Regions from separate parts of the Mus musculus genome. Here region 2 is linked to region 1. A link is a contact called in public HiChIP or PLAC-seq data. All regions are on one chromosome and are shown on one strand. The core of a region is the stretch at or near the end of the contact, and the rest is flanking DNA. Distances in the headings are between cores, read along the strand shown.

Evidence for each region. HiChIP or PLAC-seq counts read pairs in DNA pulled down with a chosen protein or histone mark.
Region 2: an H3K27ac HiChIP or PLAC-seq map of trophoblast stem cells shows a contact between it and region 1, with 13 times the contacts expected there. The contact joins the promoter of 1600015H23Rik here to the enhancer-like site in region 1. A contact is called at or near these places in 1 of 39 promoter capture datasets (cranial neural crest), 1 of 484 Hi-C or Micro-C datasets (the G1E-ER4 cell line) and 2 of 115 datasets of contacts at active chromatin or transcription factors (embryonic stem cells and trophoblast stem cells).

Annotation. Positions count from the first base shown.
Region 1 is chr11:108,443,342-108,449,124 of GRCm38.p6, forward strand. All of the region lies in intron 4 of Cep112 (centrosomal protein 112), which reads left to right. Among named protein-coding and RNA genes, the nearest start is that of Cep112, 21 kb to the left of the region's middle. Within about 2 kb of position 2,155, at least 6 of the 459 cell types and tissues checked have an H3K27ac peak or open chromatin away from gene starts, as enhancers often do. A contact at or near this core is called in trophoblast stem cells, where this site is marked.
Region 2 is chr11:109,341,483-109,347,229 of GRCm38.p6, forward strand. 1600015H23Rik (RIKEN cDNA 1600015H23 gene) reads left to right here and starts at 2,443. Exons shown (of 2, transcript NR_166879.1): 1 at 2,443-2,649; 2 at 2,755-3,171. 1700096J18Rik (RIKEN cDNA 1700096J18 gene) reads left to right here and starts at 5,385. Exons shown (of 2, transcript NR_027883.1): 1 at 5,385-5,570.

The DNA.
Region 1 (5,783 bases), core at 905-3,404:
CATATTCTGGTAGAGCCTCCCTCTGTTAAGCCTCTTTGGAAATCATTTTACAGATATGCTTAGAAGAACATCTCCTGTGTCATTCCAAATCCCATCCATGTAACATGAATTAACCATCACCACTATCTATAACTTAAATAATTTTAATGAAAAATAGTTACTTGATTACAGGCATGTTATTGATTAAACGTTAAGCAAATAAAAAGCTGACTGTCTGATTCTCATCAATCCCGTCCATCCTCCATCCTCACAGCCTCACAGGCTCACAAAAGTCTGGCATCCAAGCCATTTCTGGTGACACTGTTACTTCTTCCTGTAAGGCCGCGCCCCACATGTCTCTGTGGTGCACTCCCCCCCTTTGCAAATACTTAATGTCTATCTTTTGTGGTAGAGTCCAGTTTCTTAAGGTAGGAGTTGTGTTTCTCATATTTGTGATTTATTTTCAATTTCTCATAGCAAATGGAAGCATGTTAGAAGTTTCCCAAGTCATTGTATTCGGTTGGGTTACATGTGTGCTTGGATGAAGGTTATTAGTCACTGCTACGTATTTAATTCACTGTGCAGAAAGACCTTCTAAGGTAGGCGTATTGTAGCGGATGTCATTGTTCAAAAGAATTTTAAAATTGAACTTTTAGAAAGTGTAGAGGGGAGGATAGACTTTAGAAAATGGTGGGGGACACACAGCCATGCACTGTAAAGCTGCCTGTACACACTGTGAAACACAGCACTGAAGGAGCCGGAGAGCACGTGCCAAAGGCAGTGTCGTGAGGCTGATGGCCACTTAGGGTCATAAGGCACGCCTCAGTATGCTGCACTCCTTTAATAACCATGGCCTGATTTATTTTAGCATTTAAATGTTATTTACGCTTTAATCCACACAAATATTACCTAACAGATATTTATCATTTTACATACTGGAGACATTTAAAAACTAAAACTAATATTTATTTTGGCTAAAGTTACAAAGATTGGTTTGAAGGCTGACTCTGCTGTGCCTGAGCTCAGAAGGGACTGAGGAGCCCACCAGGCCGCTTTCACTGGGCTCCTCTGGCTCGGCCTGCTCCTTTCCTCCGAGTGGTCACACTGTGCTCACGAAGAAGTTGGTGTCTGTTAATGTTGACCTACTACATCTAATAACTTCTGTAAGAAATTGTTTTAAAAAGTTTAAGAGGCTTATAATATTTGACACATGTATGTTTTTATAGTGAATAATTTATTGTTACTTAGAACTGAAGTTTAATGCTGCCTCATAAATTTTACAGCCACTTCAACTTGTCCTTTGAAAAACCTCTTTAATCTTAAAAGATTTTTCCCCCTTAGTGTTTCTTTTTTGATCACTTTATAAAACCCTGCTTTACTTAGACCTTTTTGTATGTGAAGCATTTCTAATGGCATTTTAGATTATGCTGTTTGTGCCCTAGCCTTTTTATATTATTAAAGATGCAGAGTCCTTTTGAAGCCTTTTTGTTAGGGTCCCTATTCAGAGGGACGACACCTTCCTTTACCTTTATTCTTTTGTAGGCTTGTAGCAGCCGCGCTTCGCACTCCCTAGAAGGATTACGAGGCCACATTCTAGCTCTTATTATCATGCTTCCTTTTTGTCTCCCCAAATGCAGCATGCATTAGTATATTTAGTATTTTACACTCAAAGCTCCAGTAATAGTCACTCTTCAGGCTCTTCCTTATTGCTTTTTTCATATTTTTTGGGGGGTAACATTCACATTATTACCCGTGTTTTCTTTTAAGACCCACTGAACTAAATGGGTATTATTATTAAAATTCTGCTATTACATTTTTGTATTTAGTATCTGGCTTTTTCTTGCCAAAGAAATACTGTAGTTAGTTGTATTTGACTTTAGCTGGTTATGACTATAAGATATTTCTGAGGAGCTCATAGACATCAAGGTCTGATAATCGCCTTGTTTTTATGATGGGTTGTCTCTAAGGTAGCCCTCAGAACTTGATTCCTGATATTCTTTGTATAATTTCCTCCTCATGGACATGGGCAGGGCCTGTGACTTGTTTCTAACCAATAGAATGTGGCAATGGTGATGTCATTCCTGTGATTTTTCTTATGTGTCAGTATGGCCTTACTGCCATAGCCTTTGTTGACTTTGAAGAAGTAGCCTTCATGATTCATGTAGCCACAGGGAACTGAATGCTGAGAATCATGGGAACAGGGAAGTGGGTCTTTCTATAGTTGAGTCTCCAAATGAAAACATAGCTCTCAGCAAATTACGGTTGAGGGCTTATGAGGTCATAAACAGAGGGCCTACCCTGCTGTTCCTAGACTTCCACAGAAGTATGAGAAAATATGTGTATAGTGTTTAAAATTCCTCGGTTATTGATAGTCTTGTGTAGCCATACATGATGGATGCAGACTTAATCTTAGTGTAAAAAGCTGTGAATACTTGTGGAAGCCTTAGCATAGCGTATGTAAAAGGAAAAGCCAAGGGTTTTTATGTTCTTCCTTTCCCACTTTCCTCAGGAGAAGTAATCCAGAGACAGTTTGGCACATACTATTCTCAAATGGATACCTCACATTTGTGCCCATGGGAGTAAGAAGTTACAAAGTGTTAGGGCTGCTCTGTAACTTTCTCTCTTTTTTTTTACTTAGGTCTCAAAACCACTGACACATAGTTTTAAAAACTATACAGAATTGTATTCTTTATTATTATAAAGAAAGCTTTGATTCACACCTTAATACCTACCTAGCTCATTGTGTATCTTGAGTTGAAATATACCTGGGATTTGTTTTAATCAAGTCTAATAAGGTGATGTGGAGACAGCTACCTTTTAAGAAGAGCTTGTCACTCAGATTCTAAGAGGAAGTACTACTATGTCCTGCAGGCTGTGTGGAGAGACCCAGGTTTTGCTCAGGAGGCAGAAGAAGCAAAGGTAGCAAACACATGGGTATGAATTAAAACACAGACAGGATAGTGGTTGGGATTTTAAAATATGATTTCCATGAGATAATATGGAGGTAAACAACTTTGGCTGTTAGTTTGGCCCAGCTTTTAAAGATACTAATTCATCAGTTATAGTATCAAGAATAGATGTACACACTTCATGTGTTTTAGACTATAATGGATTCCTAGAAGATGACTCTATTGTGGGATTATTTGTTGATTTAATATGTTGTATGATGATTTAAAATGGTGTATATGGGCTATCTTGGGAAGATATTTAAGATATATAAAGTTCTAAAAAGTGCGTAGGGGTATAAAACACTTGTGTGTAGAAGTGTTTTAAAGACATTGTGTGTGTGTGTCTGTCTATGTGTGTCTATGTCTGTGTGTGTGTATGTGTGTGTGTGTGTCTGTGTGTAAGTGTGTGTCTGTGTATGTGTCTGTGTGTATGTATACAAACCACCTTTTGTATACATGTTGCATACATACATACATACATACATACATATATACATACATGCATACATACATACAGTCAAATTGTCTTCTACAATACTAAACTTTTTAAGAGCTTTGGGCATACAAATTTCTAATATTTGTGCTGAAATTAACACATTTAACCATATAACAAACATGTCTGTAGATGTAACAAACCCGTGTGGAGACTTAAACATAAGAATGAACATTTCCTGATGAGCAAGCATTCCATATATTGTGAATCCCACTTGTTTTCTAGTTTGTTAAAGCAGGGAAGCCAGGAGAGCCATTTGTGCCGATTTATCTATTTTAGGTACTGTTCTGGATGTGTTTTTAATTATTTGGTTTGTTCCTCTATATAAACCTGGGAGATTACAGCATCACTTCTTTGTATCTGTGGAGGTAGAAGCAGCCTCAGGAGCCCACAGGGCTTCCTCAGCAGTGACTGGTATTGGAATGGGTTGTGTTTCTAGGATACCCTTATCTACAAATAGCTTAGGTAGAAATCATAGAAAATTTGTTTTTTTAAAAAAATTAGTGTTCAGGTAATATGTGAATGGGTGTTTTGCTTGTATGCATATCTTATGTGCAGTGTGCATGCAGTACCTGTAGAGGCCAGAAGAGGTCCCCAGTCAGATTCCCAGGGATTATAGTTATATGTGGTTAAGAGCTGCTATGTAGGTTCTGGGAATTGAACTTGTGTCCTTTGGAAGAGCCTGTGCTCTTAACTACTGAGCCACCTCTTCAGCCCTTTGTCTGTGATTTACTGGTGCCACCCCAGAAATCTGGACAAATTCCTTTGTCCTTAGTTGTTTTCTGGTTTGCCTTGGTTCAAATCCTACTTCTGATAACTTGGCAGCCAACTGTCCTCAGGTGAATTACTTAATTTCTCTAAACTCGAGTGCCATCATGTTGTAAGATGAGGTTGTATGGAACTCAGTGTCAGGATAAAGTGAAACAACATAGGAATTACTGAGTATCAGCTGTGGCTACTCCCGTTGGTGGCATGGTGGCCATTGTCCCAGTTCATTCAAGGACTCACTTGTCATAGTTTGACTGTCCTTCCTAAGGAGTCTCAAATCTACTAGTCATCAACTGTTTTCAGCTTCTAGAAGCCTGCTTGTATTCTCCACTAAAGTAAATTGACACTGGTGGGGGGGGGGTTCTGTTTGTAACTGCACACTATCAAAAGAGGTTGCTGTGGTTCTTATTTTGTTTGTTTTTGAAACAGGAGCTCATGTGTCAAGGATTGGCCTTGATCTTGCTAAGTAGCTGAGAATGAATTTGAGCTTCTGATCTTCTTGCTCCCACCTCCTGGGGATCAAACCCAAGGCCTCCTGCATGCTAGGCCAGCACTCCATCAACTGTTCTGCATCCCCGGCCTCCAAACTGGGGAAAGGTTTTAAGAGGTGATTTGTAGGCATGTTTATGCAAGGGAATTCGTTAGTCCCACTTTCTAGGATACAAGGAACACAGTGTGGTGCGCTGTGCTGTACCTGCATGTGCAGCTGTGGAGGAATGTGTAGACACCACTTCATGTCATTTCTGTGTTTTTTCATGTTCTTTCTCAAAGAGAAGATAAAGCTAACAGGTTGCATTCTTACAATTCTATGAAAGAGATTTTGAAGCTTTATAAAAAAAGAGTATTATTCAGTGAAATATGATGTTATCTGATAGTTTGTCTCCAAGGTACACTTGGAATCGGAGATAGAACAAGATGGAAAGAATACCTATTTAATACCATTTATTTTTTTATTGGAGAGTTTAATTAAACATTGGTCATTACTTTTGCTGGCTTTGTATGTGTGTGTGGATGTATGCACATGTTTATGTGCATGTGTGGGTTTGTGCATGTGGAGGCCAGAGGTGGATGCTGTCTTTCTCAGTCCCTTTCTACTTTATGTTTTGAGACAGGGTTTCTCACTAAAGTAGGGTCTCTTGCTGAGCCTGGAGCTCACTGCTTGGCTAGGCTGGCTGGCGAGTAAGATGCTGAGATCTGTCTGCTTCTGCTTCCAAAACCTTGGGATTTCAGTGTTGTTTCTCCAGGTTTTTAGTGTGGTGGTTGGGATGCACCATCAAACTATTGTATTTGTACAGTGTGAAATTTACCAACTAAACTATCCCCTCAGCCTTACTACTTCGCTTTTTAGAATAAAATACTTTATACCTGTGTGAAGGTAATTCACTTGATAAAAATATTATTACATTATTTAAAGTTTTCAATTAAAAGCTGTACAAGAAGAGTTAGAGGGTGCGCTGGATATATAGTTTTATATCAACTTGACACAAGCTAAAGTCTTCTGAAAGGAGAACATCTCAATTGAGAAAATGCTGCTATATTAGGACGTTTTCTTAATTAGTGATTGATGGGAGATGGCCCGGCCTATTGTGGGTGAT
Region 2 (5,747 bases), core at 1,193-3,692, 900 kb after region 1:
ACTGAGCATGTTCTCTCCCATCCCCGCCCTCTGGAGGTAAGCCTCCAGGTGGCGGAATGACTCACTTGTGTAGCACATTTGGAAAGTGCTTTAACTAATTTCTCTCCCAGGCTTTGGGCTTCTTGAAGCTGCTCTGCTGGTCATACACCTACCCTGAAACTCCCCATCCTGGGCCCACCATCAATCCATCTTGGAAGAAAGGTGTCCCCTGTCAGAGATTCTAGAACCTTCTGGGAGCCCTGGGTACTTAAACACAGAGGGAGGGGTATATTTAGTTCTAGGCTCCTCTGACCTGAGATAACCCAGGCTCAGTTCCTAGTAGCGTCCATTCAAACTAGGTCCACCCTTCTATCTCTGTGAGACTTCCATGTCAAGACATATATCCCCTTGGGCTGCAAGTATAGCCCAATAATAAAGTATTCATACACACACACACACACACATACACATAAGTGTGTGTGCCTCGGAGCCATCTCTAGGACTACAGCCCATGTTTCAAGTAAAGAGGGCCCTAGTAAGCTTCCAGGGTAAATTTCAACATCTGATCTATAGAACCCAGTTTGTCTCAGTTGCTGCTGCCTTTAACCAAGGACTCCTAGGTCTCACTGTGTGCATGCCAGGGTAGAGAACAGCATGAACTCATGCCACCATAAACCCTGGCTTGTTTCAGCCGCTGCCACCTTGTGCCCAAGGCTTCTCTGCTGTCTGGTCTGTTATAGACTAGGCCTTCCAGAACTCCCAGCCCCTCTGTGGCTCTCTCTAAGCACAGAACAGAAGCAGGTCAAGTGTGTTCAACTTTGACCTTGGGAAGGAGGGACTTTCCAAGGCTCTGGTTTCCTGGGAATAGGAGAGGGTGCAGGAAGATGGCATTCAGAAGAAAATGAGCACACATGACCATCTGGTAGGATTTTGTTGAATGTCCCCAGGTTTCACTTTCTTTATTTAGACAGAGTTTGGAATTCCATCTCATTCGGTCTTGGAGGCCACCCACTGTCACCCACCCACTGTCACTTGGGGGTGCTTCTGATGATTTACCCCAAAGTTCATCACAACTGCAACCACTCTAGGGCAATTCCAAGGCCTACCCAAATAAATCTGATGGGAGTCCTCAGGCTGCGCATCCTTTTTTGGAATTCTGGGTGTTCTCACTGTAGCTCTTCCTCACGTCATCTTTCTTACTAAGTCCTCAGCCCAGCCTCTACCCCATCCACATCCACATCCCCACCCCTGGCCAAGAGGCAGCAAAGCATGGTATCCACTGTGCTGGGCAGTCGGCAGTCGTGACCCGAAACACACACACACACACACACACACACACACACACACACACACACTCAGGTTAATCTTCATCTGGTTGTGTACTTTCCTGCTCTGAATCATCACCCTCTCCAGTTGTGAGTGTGCTCTTAAGTCTATGTACTCCTTGACTGTTGATCTCATTGACCTCTCTCTCTCTCTCTCCCTCTCTCTCTCTCTCTCTCTCTCTCTCTCTCTCTCTCTCTCTCTCTCTCTCGTGTGTGTGTGTGTGTGTGTGTGTGTGTGTGTCTGTCTGTCTCCATCTCCATCTCCAAGACTCTCTGCCCCCTTTCCTGGTTTCATGTATCTCAGACTGGCCTTAAACTCATGATGTAGCCAAGAATAATCTTGAACTTCTAATCCTCCTGCCTTCATCTCCTGAGTGCTGGAGTCACAGGCTTAGGACGCCATGCCTGCTTTACGTAGTACTGGGACTGAATCCACAGCCTCATGCAAGCTATGGAAGCACTCTGTCAGTTGAGCTCCATCTCCGGCTCCCCGACCCCATCTCCTGCCTGCACCACCTTCCATACCACCCCTCTCTCCCTTCTTAAGGCCCCCTCCCTGCTTCTGGGTCATGACACTATTCTGATGCTTATCCTTTATCTCATGGGTACTTCTTGGTTTTCTTTGCTGGATCTCCAAGCTGTCCGGTGAGTGTGTGTGCCTGGGAAAAGCTGAGTCTTTCCTTCTCTCTTCGCTCCCTATTCACTGGGCAGTTCACAAATCTCCATCTCTCGTGCTAAGAGATCTGATGACCTCTTTTGGACTCCACGGACATCCACATACACTCACAACCACACGTGCATATAAATAAAAAGAAAATAAATATTTCAAAATGCTTTTCTGGTGTTTTACATCACTCGGGTTTGGGTACTCTTGCATGGCAGCCCTGGTATGGAATCCCAGGTGCTGATAGTGCTGACCCTGAGAAGGGCTTAAATACCTCCTTACTGGGACAAGAGTGTTTTGGAATGCTAAGTGGATTGCTAGTCCCCTGGGGCTCTGTTGAGAATGCGGAGTAGATATGGACCTTCCCTAACTCAAGCTCCTGTCTCCGACTACATCAATTCACTCCAGGGTTTTTGTGACACGTGGTGATTTGTAAACCAGAGACACCCTGAGGACATACTATAAAGCCTATTCAAACCTCCAGCTCCTCGGTCCGAATCTAACACTTCACTGGCTTCCACCGCTGGACACTTCAGCTAAGGCGCTGGGCGTGGGCACAGGGAGAGTGTAGAGTTCCAAGGGGAGTCTGTGAAGCTACATGGTTTCTGTACACATTCACCCGGACTAGCTCCTGGGCCTCCTGTGACATCTGTGGTCTCATGCCGTGGTCAGGACACCCTGGTAGGTTCTCTGTCTGTTTCCCAACAATGACTCACTCACTGCTCCGTGAGGAGAAGCAAGCTGGGACTAAACAGCCTCTGTTTCTGCTTTCTTCTGTCTTTCCAGGAAGCACTTGGAACAGGATATAAAGGCAGCGCTTTCCACCCAGCCTGACATCCTGCTTCCAGATGCAAGACTCTGAGCAGGCACAAGGACATTCCCGAAGCAGCTGGGAGCAGGGAGCTTGAGGTCAAAATCCAAAGTCTAGTGGCTTCCAGCTTGGCCCTCACTTCGCCCTCCTTCTCCTCTTCTTGGCCCTCAGATATTTAGAATGATGCATTACACTCCGTAGTGGTTTGTGTAAGTGTCCCCCCCCCCCCAGCCCTGGCATCTAGACACTTGGTGTGGTCCCCACTTGGTGGCGCTGTGTGGGGAGGCTGTGCCACAGTCTGCTTCATTCAGCTCCCTGAGGTTAGCACTGTCTGATATTACTAACTGGAATTTTCCAGGAATAAAAAAAAAATCCATTAGTGTCTTCGCTGACCGGAGTATATGATTATAATTGTCCTATTTATTATTAGCCACTGTTGTGATGCCTAATTTATGACTCAAACTTTGCTGTCTGCAGTGTCCAGACTGGGAAATAAACAAAGTGCATGTGCGATTCAGAACTGGCTACAGTTTAGTGCATCCTTGGAGCATCCTGACACACATCTCTCTGGATAAGGGAGGGTCACTGTACATAAAATGGGAACAATGGCATTCCCAGCTTGTGTCATGGGACATACCACCTGACTATATGCCGGGAACTGAACTCAGGTCCTCCACAAGTGTAATGTGTACCCTTAGCCACCGAGTCATCTCTGCAGCTTGGCTGATGGCGTTGTTGCTTTGTCTAGTTTTGTTTTAGGTAGATTCTCATGCTCCTGTCTCTCAGGCTGGCTCCGTGTGGCTAGGCATGACTTTGGACTTCCGATCCTCTCACCTCCACATCCCAAGCGCTAAGATTACAGGCAGGCACCGTCATACTCAGGTTTATGTGATGTTGGGGATGGAACTCAGGACTTCCTTCAAGCCGAGAAAGCATGGTACCAACTAAGTTACATTTCCAGCCTTCAAATTGGTTATCTGTTATATTCTAAATCTCTCTGAAACGTAGTAGTTTTACCATAACAATGGACACTATTTTATATAGTTCCAGAAGCTCTAGAATTTGGAAGTAGTTCAGCCTCGGGGCCCCACCCAGGGTCTCTTGTGAGGTCACAGGCATTGTTACCTGCCTAGGGTTGAGCTGCAGTGACTCTCAACCTTCCTAATGCTGCAACCCTTTAATTCAGTTCCTTACCACAACCATGAAATTATTTCATTGCTACTTCATAACTGTAATTTTGCTACTGGTGTGAATTGTAACACAAATATCTGATATGCAGGATATCTGATATATGACTTCTAAGGATTTTCGACCCACTGGTTGAGAACCACGGAACAAGGGTCTGTTTCTGATACTGGTGTGGCCTCTGTGTTGGTGTTGCCTATAGGCAAGAAGCATCAACTCTTTGCCACACGATCTCTCTCCAGGGGGCCACTTGAGTGTCCCCACAAGATGGCAGCCAGCTTCTCCCCTGCCAGGTGACTCAAGAGAATACAGAAGCTATGGTGTCTTTTATGATCTACCTTCAGAAGTCCCCCTATACCACCTTGTTTACCCAGGATGGCCCTGTCTATTTGGGGAGGGGGCTACAGAAGGACAGGAACACTCATTATTAGCTACTTTTCTTGTTGATGACTAAATATCTGACAAGAAATGATTTAAGGACTCAGGATGTATCGTGGTTGAGTTCTGGGTTCAGCTCCAAGGACTACAAAAAATGAACATGGTGGTATGTACCTGTGATCTCAGCACTTATGAGGGTTAGAAGTTCATGGGCTTTCTCTGGTTTAATGGTAAGTTTGAAGACAGCCAGAGATATGGGTGGTCCTGTCTCAAGAAGTAGAAGGAAAATTGTAGGAGGGGAAAGAGGAGGAGGAGGGAAAGGGGGAGGAGGAAGAGGAGAAGAAAAAAGAAGAGGGGGAGGAAGAGGAAGGGGAGAGGAAAGAAGAAGGTGAGGAGGAGGGGGAGGGAGAAGGAGGAGGACTTAAGAGAAGGGTTGATCCTAGCTTATAGCTTGAAGTCTGTCATGATGGGGATGAAGCCATGGCTGGAATGTGAGATAGCAAGTTACATTGAGTCTCTAGTCAGAAAGCTGAGAACAGACAGGAAATGGGGCTTCCAGGCAATAAGAACTCAAGGTCAGGGCCCCCAGCGGCTTGCTTCCTCCAATAAGGTTTCACTTTCTGAAGGTTCTACAACCTTCCCAAACAGCGTCACCTGCTGAGGACCAAGTGCTCAAACACAGGAGCCTGTGGGGGACACTGCACATCCAAATCACATTACAAAAGGAACCATGTTGGCGTGCTATCCTGTGTGAGCCAGAGACCGGGCCCCACAGTTCAGATGGGAGAGAGAGAAAAGAAAGAGTCCTAGGGAACACTAGGATTGTTCTTAGCTCACTCTTTATGATATCTGTTGCCTTCCCTTCCCCCTCATGCCCCGCACCCCATTCTTTCCTCCAGTCAGATGTGAGGACTGAGTCTTTTATAATCAGAAGGGCACGGGGAAGAATGAGACTGTTTACACAGGCAAGCAGAACCTTTGTGAGGCTTTGGGGGGTGGGGTGGGGGGTGGGATGACCTAATGAGTTAAATGCTTGCTGGGCAAGTGTGAAGACCCAAGCGAGTGTGGATTGCCAGCCAGCACCCACTCAGAGCTGAGCCAGAGAGCATGTCTCCAGTCCCTAAGGCAAGTTGTGAGGTAAAGACGGGAGAGTCCACGGAGGCTGAGAAGCCAGCTAGCCTGTGGGCACTGCAGTGGACAGGAGACCCTGTCTCAGGCAAGGTACAAGGTAAGGACAGATGCCTGAAGTTGTTCTCTGGCCTCCACATGACCAGCATGGTATACATACCTGCACTCTCACCAAGAATGTACACACACACAATATACACACAACACACACACACACACATACCACACACACACAACACACACACAACACACACACACACAACACACACAACACACA